3 separate regions of the Sus scrofa genome follow, and all the other regions are linked to region 1. The links are chromatin contacts, called in public Hi-C and HiChIP or PLAC-seq maps. All regions are on one chromosome and are shown on one strand. The core of a region is the stretch at or near the end of the contact, and the rest is flanking DNA. Distances in the headings are between cores, read along the strand shown. Region 1 holds the start of MGAT5 (alpha-1,6-mannosylglycoprotein 6-beta-N-acetylglucosaminyltransferase A). Region 2 overlaps MGAT5 (alpha-1,6-mannosylglycoprotein 6-beta-N-acetylglucosaminyltransferase A). Region 3 overlaps MGAT5 (alpha-1,6-mannosylglycoprotein 6-beta-N-acetylglucosaminyltransferase A).

Evidence for each region. Hi-C and Micro-C count contacts between places; a contact is called where the count stands out from the background. HiChIP or PLAC-seq counts read pairs in DNA pulled down with a chosen protein or histone mark.
Region 2: a contact with region 1 is called in an H3K27ac HiChIP or PLAC-seq map of alveolar macrophages. The contact joins the enhancer-like site here to the promoter of MGAT5 in region 1. A contact is called at or near these places in 6 of 47 Hi-C or Micro-C datasets (blood, embryonic fibroblasts, epiblast stem cells and 3 more) and 1 of 2 datasets of contacts at active chromatin or transcription factors (alveolar macrophages).
Region 3: a contact with region 1 is called in a Hi-C map of epiblast stem cells, with 2.3 times the contacts expected there. The contact joins the enhancer-like site here to the promoter of MGAT5 in region 1. A contact is called at or near these places in 1 of 5 promoter capture datasets (fetal liver), 5 of 47 Hi-C or Micro-C datasets (blood, embryonic fibroblasts, epiblast stem cells and 1 more) and 1 of 2 datasets of contacts at active chromatin or transcription factors (alveolar macrophages).

The regions. Positions count from the first base shown.
Region 1 is chr15:17,917,089-17,920,558 of Sscrofa11.1, reverse strand. MGAT5 (alpha-1,6-mannosylglycoprotein 6-beta-N-acetylglucosaminyltransferase A) reads left to right here and starts at 1,286. Exons shown (of 17, transcript XM_021075187.1): 1 at 1,286-1,422. It also overlaps the pseudogene LOC100152750.
Region 2 is chr15:17,847,919-17,851,517 of Sscrofa11.1, reverse strand. The region is part of intron 1 of MGAT5 (alpha-1,6-mannosylglycoprotein 6-beta-N-acetylglucosaminyltransferase A); the gene reads left to right. It also overlaps the pseudogene LOC100152750. Among named protein-coding and RNA genes, the nearest start is that of MGAT5, 70 kb to the left of the region's middle. Within about 2 kb of position 1,652, at least 13 of the 83 cell types and tissues checked have an H3K27ac peak or open chromatin away from gene starts, as enhancers often do. A contact at or near this core is called in alveolar macrophages, where this site is marked.
Region 3 is chr15:17,795,952-17,799,546 of Sscrofa11.1, reverse strand. All of the region lies in intron 1 of MGAT5 (alpha-1,6-mannosylglycoprotein 6-beta-N-acetylglucosaminyltransferase A), which reads left to right. Among named protein-coding and RNA genes, the nearest start is that of MGAT5, 120 kb to the left of the region's middle. Within about 2 kb of position 1,291, at least 9 of the 83 cell types and tissues checked have an H3K27ac peak or open chromatin away from gene starts, as enhancers often do. A contact at or near this core is called in epiblast stem cells, where this site is marked.

The sequences.
Region 1 (3,470 bases), core at 37-2,536:
ATCTTCAGTTTTTAAATGCTTCTGCTAGGGAGGATGGGCAATAAGATAGGGTGATCTAAGTTCAAGAAAGAAGATCAGGCGTTCCCCTTGTGGTTCAGTGGGTTATGAACTGGACTAGTATCCATGAGGATGCAGGTTCCATCCCTGGCCTTGCTCAGTGGGTTAAGGACCTGGCGTTGCTGGGAGCTGTGGTGTAGATTTCAGACATGGCTTGGTTCCTACATTGCTGTGGCTGTGGTATAGGCTGATTCGATGCCAAGCCTAGGAACTTCCATATGCTGCAGGTGTGGCCCTAAAAAGCCAAAAAAAAAAAAAAAAAAAAAAAGCAGACAGAAGCCATCCCCCCCCCCCCCCCGGGGTGTGTGTGTGTGTGTGTGTGTGTGTGTGTGAATTGGTGGGGGTGGAGAAATTCTGCAGGGAAGGTAAGGGAAAGCTCAACATAAACTTGATACAGTAACTTCATGTAATGACTGGTTCCAAGGCTTGGAATTTGATGGGGTTATGAACCTTGCTGTTTCCACCCCTAGGTAATCCACCAGGGCACTTGCCTTCCATTCCATCTACTACTTAACAAGGATCTATAATGCTTAGCCATGTAAATGCACAGCATTCTCTCTCCTGGGGCTTGGCTGGATTTAATATGTCATGTCAGTCAATGTTCTTTGTGGTGCCTTCAGGGCTTGGGAGTTGTTTTATTTCTTTTTGAATTTACAACAGCACAGTGTTCAGCTAACCTGCCCAGAGTGTTCATAAAATCCATTGGCAGGAGAGGGGAAGAAAAAGAGAAAGAAAATTCATTTATTGAGTGCCTGCTATGTGCCGGACATTACTAAATACTTCACGTGTATTTTTATCTCTTCTTCAAAATAACCTCACAGAGCCTCATTTATTATGTTTGTAGATAAAGATGTTGAATTCAAATGGCTAAGTGGTTTGTTCAAGGTCACAAAAACCAAGTGGCAGGAACTCACACTGCTTCATATAACACACTCTACAAAGATGGAAACGGAGGCTCAGGGCACTGATTCCAGCTGCCGGTACCAGCAGTTAAGTCCATAATCTCCCCTCACTGGGCTTCAAGTGCTGGAAGGTCAGGAGTGCTGAGAGGCCTGGACTACACCTCTCTGGAGGGTGCACTGTCACATCAGTATTTGCACACTGCCCCTATCCTTGCTAGAATGTTATTTGTGATCGCAAGCAAACTATCTCCCTAACTCCCTTCTTCCTTTGGGCTGCGGAATTGAAGGCTTGGTAGAAGTCCTTTCCGACAGAGTTGGGAGTTTGCAGACGGCCCCTGAGAGGCTGGGGCGTTCAGAATTGGCTGAGCGCTCCGCGGGGAGGGCGGGGAGTTTGCCGAACGTCCCTGGCCGGAATCCCTGCGTTAGAGAGCTGCGAGCCCAGAACCCGGGAGAAGTTGGAAAGGTCGGTAGGGGAGGGCTGGAAGAAATTGCGATCAGATCCCCGCCCTGGTCGGCTGCGCCCGGGAGGAGAGTCTCTGCAGTGTCCAGGTCGAGTGTGGACGCGCCGCGCGCGGCCCCGCCAGGGCTGAGAGTTTGCAGACCATCCCTGCCGCGGCCCGCTCGGCGGCGGCCCTGCGGCTCCCCCTGCAGCCGCGGCGGCCCCGGGCGCGATCGAGCCCAGTTAGCCGCGCCGCAGGCTCGGGGCGCCGCGACCCCTTGCCCCGCCGCGCCCTGGGCCCCGCGTGGACGGCGGCTGGCGGGCGCTCCCGGCTGCTGCTGCTGCCCAACAAGGAGGTGAGAGCCAATGTGTCGGGGCAACAGCGTCAAAGCTCTCCATCTCCCCGGGGAGATGAACGCAGAGGGGACAGCGGAGGGCGAGGGGAGCTGCGCGCAGGGGTGGGGGAGAGTCTGCACTGAGTGCTGCGTGGCCGGGGGGATTCCGGCTGCCGCCCCCCGCCGTCTGCGTGGGTGCCCCAGCCGCTCTGCGGGACCCGGGAGTGCAAACGAGGACGCGCCTGGGGGCGCCCACCTGCCCGGAGCAGCCCCTTCCCCGGGGAAGCTGCAGGCGGCCCCCATGCCTCTGAGAAGGGGGAGATTGTGGGCTTTTCAAGGGACTGTCCGGAGGAGGCTTTGGTTGCGCGGGCTGGAGGCAAGCGGCCAAGGATGGCAGGTGGGCGCTCGGACCGGGGAGGAGCCTGGTGGGGTTCACGCTGCGGGTGTGTGCTGGACTGGGGTCCCAGGGACTTGGGCGCTCAGGGCAGGCTCAGCCTTGGGCCAGTGGGGAGGAAGAAGAAGGGAGGTTGGCTCCGGGCCCTAGGGGGAGAGGGATGCGGCAGGCAGGATCTCTGGTCCAGGAAACCTGGGAGCGTGGGGGTGTCCCCCACCTTTGGAGGATCTCCACGGGCCCACCACCCCGCGGGCGTGATCTGCGAGGCTGCCTGGCCGGAGAGGCTGAGGGGAACGCGGAGCGCACACCCGCGCACACAATCCCCGAGAGCATGCTCAGTGTGGCCCTGGGAACTTCCTGCCGAGTAGCGAGCCGCTCCGGCCCCCTCCCGGCCCCCTCCCGGCCCGCTGCTGGTAAAGTTGGGGGCGCGGCTCCGGCGTGTCGCCCTTTCGCGCCTCCGACCCCTGCCTCGCCTTTACCCGGCTCCTGGCGCTGCTCACGCTGATCACCCCCGCGGCCGAGAACCGGGGCGTGGATGTCACCCCCAGCTTCCTCAGGCCAGGTCCGAGGCCGGTGGCCAGAGGCCTGGCGTTGAAGCTGCTAGAGGCGGGGAGGAGGAGGACCCGTTGGCGATGCGCTCGCGGTGCTCAAGGTCCCGGCGCCGGCACTGGGTGGAAGGGGGTGTGTGAGCCCGGGGACGCTCGCGCACACACTGGCTGTCACACAAAGCCGTGGTTTCGTAGCTGCCGCGCGGAAGAGGGAAGAGGTGGCGCTTGCATTGTCCAGCCACGTTTGGAGCGCCAGCAGGGTCCTGGGCGCTTGGAGGCTGCAGGAACCTGACGATGCATAGGGTTTTCAGAGACGCCGGAGCGAGGTCTGGAGCCGGGTACTCCTGGCACTGACTGTCAGGCCCGGCCCAAGCCGGACGCTTCTATCTGCACACAGCTCTGGCGGCCCAGTTAGGGAAGGTTGCCTACTTGTGGGGCCGTGAAGTTGGGGAGGGGAAAGCTGAGGTTTGTGGAGGGTTTGCGTGGAATGGCAGCACTACACCAGTAAACAACTCGGATTCAAGTGTTAGAGGTAGGCTCTCATTCTCAAGAGAGGCAAGTGGTAAGCTAGTGCGCCCCCAGTACGCCCCCATTCATTATCAGGACCTGGGCCACTTGGTATGTTTTTTCTCTGATAGACCACTCCCAACCTTCCCACCTTTCCCACCCCACCCTTGCCCAGGTTAGCCACCCATGTTCTGAGCCTTGACTCAGGATCAGCACTTAATTGTTTTTGATTGGAATTGTTTCAAGCTGGTCAGACCATCCCAGATCTGTCTTAATAAAGGAATTTTT
Region 2 (3,599 bases), core at 403-2,902, 69 kb after region 1:
GAAAGGCACACATCCTGTGTTTGTGACCTTCTATAACAACAAGAACACTGTGTGCCTGTGTTCATTGTGTGTGTTCATATGGAGAGTTATTTTGCATATAGTGCAAGTATTTTTTTCTAGATTATAGTTTTAAGCTGGTGGTGGTGGGGTGGGGGAAATTGCCCTTGAAAAAGTCATTTAGCTTAATAAATGCTGGAGAGGATGTGGAGAAAAGGGGGCCCTCCTACACTACTGGGAATGTAGAGTGGTGCAGCCACTATGGAAAACAGTGTGGAGGTTCCTTAAAAAACTAAAAAGAGTTACCATATGATCCTGCTTCTGGGCATCTATCTGGAGAAAATTTAATTCGAAAAGATACATGCACCTCAGTGTTCATAGCAGCACTGTTTAGAATAGCAAAGACATGGAAGTAACCTAAGTGTCCATTGACAGATGAATGGATAAAGATGTGCCACACACACATACACAGAGGAGGATATTACTCAGCTATAAATAAAGAATGAAATAATGCCATTGGCAGCAACACAAATGGACCTAGAGGTTATCGTACTAAATGAAGTAAGTCAGAATAAAGATGAATATCATGTGATACCACTTCGGTGTGGAGTCTAAAAAATAGGATACAGATGAACTTATTTACAAAACAGAAACAGATTCAGATGTAGAAAACAAACATATGGTTACCAAAGGGGAAGGCAGGGAGGGATGAGCTGGGAGTATGGGATTAACAAGTGCACACTACCACATATAAAGTAGATGAACAACAAGGATTTACTGTATAGCATGAGGAACTATATTCAATATGTTGTAATAAACTATAATAGGAAAGAATCAGACAAAAAAGAATACTGATTTATACATATATATGTATAACCGAATCACTTTTCTGTACTTTTTCTCTTTTGTCTTTTTAGGGCCGCACCTGCGACATATGGAGATTCTCAGGCTAGGGTCTAATTGGAGCTGTTGCTGCAGGCCTACACCACAGCCACAGCAATGCCAGATCTGAGCCACATCTGCGACCTACACCACAGCTCACGGCAAAGCTCATCCTTAACCCGTTGAGTGAGGCCAGGGATGGAACCCGCAACCTCATGGTTCCTAGTCAGATTCATTTCTGCTGTGGCGCGACAGGAACTCCACTTTTCTGTACTCTTGAAACTAATGCATTGTGAATAGTTAGTTCACATGTGAATACTGTGAATCAAGTGTACTTAAATTAAAAAAAAGTTAGTGATGAAGGCTAAATAGGTCACCTGACTCCAGGGTCACCTTGCAGTAGTGTTCCTTCCAGCCTCCTGGAAAGGGGCACTGGCACAGGTCCCCTGGCCCCAACTCGCTGGGAAATGTCATCCAGCTGTTTACCCTGGGAAGATTGGGGAACGTGGGTTTGGTGAGTCATGAGCACTACCCACACCCTCCCTTTCCCCAGCTTCTCTGATCACCTATCAGAATCTTGTTCACTCTGGCATTCTTTTAGCTGCATGAATTTGTTTATTCCCCTTTTATGCCTGTGTGTGATTATGGTCAGGTGTTACATTTTTTTGCCCCGGTGAGAAACAATAGAAAGAGAAGATTGGAAGTTGCCATAGAACGAATGGACAGTGATTACTCAGGCTGCTATCAGCGGCCAGAAGTGGCTGGTGAGGACCAGGAGAGTAAGTTCCATGAGTTGGCGATGTGCCATTGGCATGAGTAAGATCCATGAGTTGGCGATGTGCCATTGGCTGCATTTGAATTTTTTTTTTTTTAAAAATCAAGGTATATATGAGTTCAGAGTACTGCTTAGTCTTATCAAAGTAAACAGCACTTAAGCAGAGAGAGAGATCCTGTTGAAAGGCGGGGGAGGTAATGGACTTGATAAAAAGCTGAAGTCACTCTAACAGTTTTGTAAGTGCACTTTTCCCCCCGCAGCAGCAAATTTTTTAAAAAAGCAAACCAAAGCACCTTTGTTTGTCCTCTATCCAGAGAGTCAGAATGTGAGCGGTGAGGCTGTGGGAGGGACAGGGTGTGTGTGTTGTGTGTGTGTAGTGGGGCTGGATAGCATATAGCATACTTCTGGATCTATGAGTGGTCATGTGTCAGTCAGGAGAATCAGGCTAGGCATCCTGAACAGAGAACCTACTCTGGAAAATTGTGTTTGTAGGTGATAGAAGAGCTAAGATAACAGAGTATGTGTCATCCCAGAGAGCTGCAGCCACAGGAAGATGTCCCCTAGGGCTGCAGGAGGCATGGGAGTTGGTGGTATTGTCAGAAATGGGAAGTAGGAGCGCCTGTTGTGGTTCAGCATGTTAAGGCCTGTACATTGGCTCTGTGAGGATGCAGGTTTGATCTCTGACCAACCTCAGTGGGTTAAGGATCTGGCATTGCCACAAGCTATAGTGTAGGCTGGCAGCTGCAGCTCTGATTTGACCCCTATCCTGGGAACTTTCATGTGCTGCAGGTGCAGTCATAAGAAGAAAAAAAAAGAAATGGGAAGTAGAACCCTCATGAAAGTGCTGCATCCCTGGAAGAGATTTCTGTGAGTGGATGGAAAGCGGGCCAATGATCCTAGCCTCTTCTCTGCCCTCACCCTCCTGCCTGCTGCTGGCGCCTCCCCCAGACCAACCCTACTTGAAATCCCATTGGAGAGGGAATTTGGGAAATGACATCTAGTATGTTACCTTGCAAAAAGGACAAGGTATCCAGAGAACATATACAAGAATGTCAAGGTAGATGGCTGGCCTGGGAAGTGTCACCTTTTGGTGGAGAGGGAGGAATATGAATAGATTGCGTGGAAGATTGCTTTAGGGAAGACTTTCTCTGAGTTTGGGTTTTTAATTTCTTTCTTCCATGCCATAGTCCCTCTGTGGTTCTCTATCACCAACCATGTTACTTTTCATAATTTGGATAAGCTTTTTACACGGTGTGATATTTTGTTGATACAGTTGATTCTCCAGTAATAACCGGGAGTATTTGGGGAGTGATTGCTGTACACTAGGAAAGCAGTGGTGCCAGTGCTTTATTTGCATTCATTCATTGAATCATCAGAGCAGTCCTGAGAGGCATGTACAGGTGATCCTCATTGTTTGCAGATGCTGTATTGGCAACTTTGCCTGCTAGTTAAAACTTACTTGTATGACACCCAAATCAGTGGTTGTAGCATGTGTGTGTGATCCTGGGTGGGCACACACAGAAGGGAGGAAAAGTTGTTACGTGATATGCACCTTCCCAGCTCACATCGAGTACAGGGGATCCTCTGACTTCTTGTTTCAGGAATCAGACTGTAAGTAGGTGTCTTCTTCGTGGTATAATGAGTGCAACCCCTATTTTTTACCTTTTTGTTTTTTTGTTTTTGGTTGGTGATTTCGTTGTTTAAAATGGCCCACAAGCATTATGCTCAAGTCGTGTTTTGAGTTGCTAAGTACCGGACGGCTGTGCTGTTCCTTAATGAGAAAACAGATGTGTTAGATAAGCTTTTTCAAGCATGAGTTATAGTACTATTGTCTGTGGATTGAGTGTTAATCAACAATGTATTAAATAAGATGTCTTAAAAGGGAAGTTATAGGGGTGGAGTAGGCACAGGTAGTTTTAGAAGTCCTGATAAAGGAGCACAGGTA
Region 3 (3,595 bases), core at 42-2,541, 120 kb after region 1:
TGATGATTGCACTCTTCCTCACCAGAAGGGAGAAGGCAGGAAAGTGTGTTTCTGTGGATTCCACACTGTGTGCCAAGGCTCCCGGGGGTGACCTGAGAAAGCCACAAGGGCACTGTGGAATATTGTGCAATTTTGAGGAAAATACTAACTATGAAGTTGCTTGGACCTCTTTGGTAAATGGAGTTTTTATTCATTGTTTGAGCCTAAGGGTATCATGAAAAAAATTACAGTATCTCTTAACAGCACAGTGAAGTGGGGAATATAGTTTGGAAACCACCAGTAAAGCTAAGAGTTTTGGGTTCGAATGCTGCCCCTGTCTCTTAGTCAAGGAGGGACCTTGGGCAAGCGAGTTACCTTCTCAGACCTGTTTGCTCATCTGTAAAACGGTGATGGCACCTCTTCCCAAGGGTGGTCGAGAGAAGAAACGAGTTTGTATAAGTGGCTGTAAGTGGCGCCTGACCCCTTGGGAACCCAAATAGGTTAGCGGCCTTCTCACCATTAATAATCAGCATTGCCGCTGGACCTGGGCCGTGGCGCAGGGTCTGTTGTCATTTTTGTGACGGTAACACAAGCACATCCCAGGCACCCCTGTTGGAAGGAAGGCCTGCAGAGAAGTTCAGGAGCCTCTGAGTGGCAAATGGACCTTTCTATTCTCCGTGAAACCACATCTTTTCTGCCAAGGCATCCCCTTTCTCCCTCAGCCTCTCATTCTGGGAAACTTGACTTTCCAGCTGCAGCTGTTCCAGAGTGAAGTTCTCAGGCCCCTTCATTCAAGGTCCCCACCCCTTTTTCCTGTGTCCCCATCTCTCCACTCCCCTTCCGCCCACCCCCTTGAAATGACCCATCTCTACAGTGAATGGCTCAGATGAAAGGAGTCTCTGCCTTGCGGTTTCCTGTAATAATGGAAAGGAGCAGGACGGCCTGGGATGTGGGGGTGGGGAGGCGCTCACCCAAGTGTCCACAGCTCCTTCCGCGCACCAGGTAGGCTTTTGTCAGTAATTCAAGCCGGTTTGTGATGGCCTTAGGCTGCTCCTTGTCCTTTCTCTCCAGTTGGTCTCCTTTTTCTCTTATGAGGGTTTCCAATAGCACTGGGCTAGATTTCTCTGCTATCTTGTGTGTGTGTGTACAGCCGTGTGTGTGATGCTGTTGTGTTTTCCGAGGCAGCGATCTGCCCCCTTTTGTCTAGGGAACTTTTCCTCCTCTCTGCTCCACAAATGTCACTCTGACTCCTTCTCTCTCTAACTGGTTGCTGGGAGGTGGCTGTGGCCTCATTTCTCATTCTAATCACGCTCTTTTTGGATTCCACCACCTCTCTTTTGCATTTGTTTTTCACCTCCGCACTCTGTGCTGTCAGCAGTTCACTGAGCCCTTTCCAAGCTAATTTTTCCCCACTTGCTTTTTAATTAGTTTTCCTCTCTTGCTTCTCCTCTGGTCCCCTCTGTCCTGAAGCCCTTCTGTAGATAAATAGAACAAGAACCACAATCTCTTGCCTGCTTTTAAGAAAATGTGGGTCAGGGCAGTGCCAATCATGGTTATTGTTTCCAGGGTGGTGGCTTTATCTTGAAATTCAAGGTTTTATTCTTTTGTCATCTCGCTCTATAAGGAGGCATGCAACCTGTTGGCAGGTGTTTGGTGATCTGCAGTAAGTTTCCCGAGGCAGGGACTCTCCCATGGGGTGTTCATTGAAAAGGAGTCATATTTTAAAAACAAAGTGCTCCGAGTAAGCTTTAACCTGTGTCTTTAAATCTTCCAGAAGATAGGGAGCAGGCTTCCTTTTATCGATTCTGGTACAAGTCTATGAAGACCCTGAAATGTTGAATAACCTTTAGTGTCTATGTATTTTAGGGACAGAGAATGTTCATAGCTTTTATCAGATTCCCCTAGGAGTCTGTGACCCCCAAGTATTTGGAGCCCCTGCCTGGGTTACTTAGAAAGCCTAAAGAGATGGGAAAGTATAATGTGTGATCTGGAAGAAAAGGATGGAGGCTGCAGGAGCCCAGAGACCTGTTTCTAGTGAGGATAAAGCCCGCCCCAGGCCCCCAGAGGTGCACAGCCCAGGTGTCCACGTCCATGGCTGGGATATCCCCTGGGGGTGGTCCTAAAGCAGCTTGAGGTTTGTTTTTGAGTTTTTCCTCAGTATTAATTCTTACCCCTTAGGGTTGACTGCTGACAGATTATTGGAGTTTGAATGGAGTGAAAGAAAAAGGCCTTAGGAATTCCCCATCTGAAGCACACCGCCTCATCCCTGGGGCAAGTCATCATCCCTCCTTAGGATGTGGTTTAGGCTGCAAGGAACCAGGGTGGTTCTGTGTCCCTGCTGGAGCTCCCAGACCCTTGCTACTCAAAGGGGTCCATAGACTGGCAACAGCTGGGAGCTTAGGAGACCTGCAGACGCCTGAGGCCCCCAAACTCAAAATCTACAGAATAACCAGCTAGGTGATTCACAGGCACGTGAATGTTCAAAGAACAAAGTTCTGGGCTCAGTCGACTGTTTCCTGGCCAGCAGCCAGATCTCTCTGAGGCGTTATGTCAGGGGTGTGGCCCCTCAATGGATTAGAGCCCATTCTGATTTCCTATCATTTTTAGGATAAATGCCAGTACAAAGTGATTTAGCTATGTCTCTGCATATGACTTAGTTTTGTATTTTGCTGTGAGTGTTTCTAGGCAGACGAGTATATTAGAAAATGAAACATTTACATTTTTAAAATTTTATTAAAATATTTTTTTGGAGTCCGGTTGACTTACAGTGTTATGTTAGTTTCAGGTGTACAGCAAAGTGAATCAGTGACACATATACATACATACATAACAATTCCTTTTCAGATGCTTTTCCCATATGGGTTATTACAGAGTATTGAGTAAAGCTTCCTGTGCTATATAGTAGGTCCTGTTACTTATCTATTTTATATGTAATAGTGTGTGTGCCTGTTATCCCAACCTCCTAGTTTATCCCTCCCCTTAACATCTCCCCTTTGGTAACCATATGTTTAGTTTCGAAATCTTTGAGTTTATTTCTGTTTTTGAACAGAAATAGACTTTTGGGGCTGCACCTATGGTTTTGTGGATAAGTTCTTTTACATCATTTTTTATTAGGTTTCACATATTAGTGATCTCATAATGATGTCTGTCTTGCTCTGTCTGACTTATTTCACTTAGTATTGTAATTTCTAGCTCCATCCATGTTGCTGCAAATGGCAAGACTTCGTAAAAGGGTCCTTTTTGATTCTCTGGTTGAGGTCTGGATGGGAAGATGCCGTCATGACTACCATGAGTGCTCCCGTAGAAGGCGGCTGGTGATTCCAGCAGTAAGACCTAGTTCTGCCTTTGAGGAGTCTGGTCCAGGGAGATAGGCATGAAAGGGGTAATTTCATCCCGTATTGCATCTTGGGATTGCATAAAGGACTAGAGAAAAGAGCAGGGAGTTTTTGTCCTCCTGCTAGGGTGTCACCAGCGTCAGTATACACTGAAGAGTGGACAGCTCTCCAGGAGAGCCATCTTTAGACCTTTACCAGAGTTTCAACCTCTTCTGGGAGCTGGCCTGATGCGTCTTCAAATTGTGAATGGAGAATGCCTTTTGTGTTTTCAAGCAAGTAGC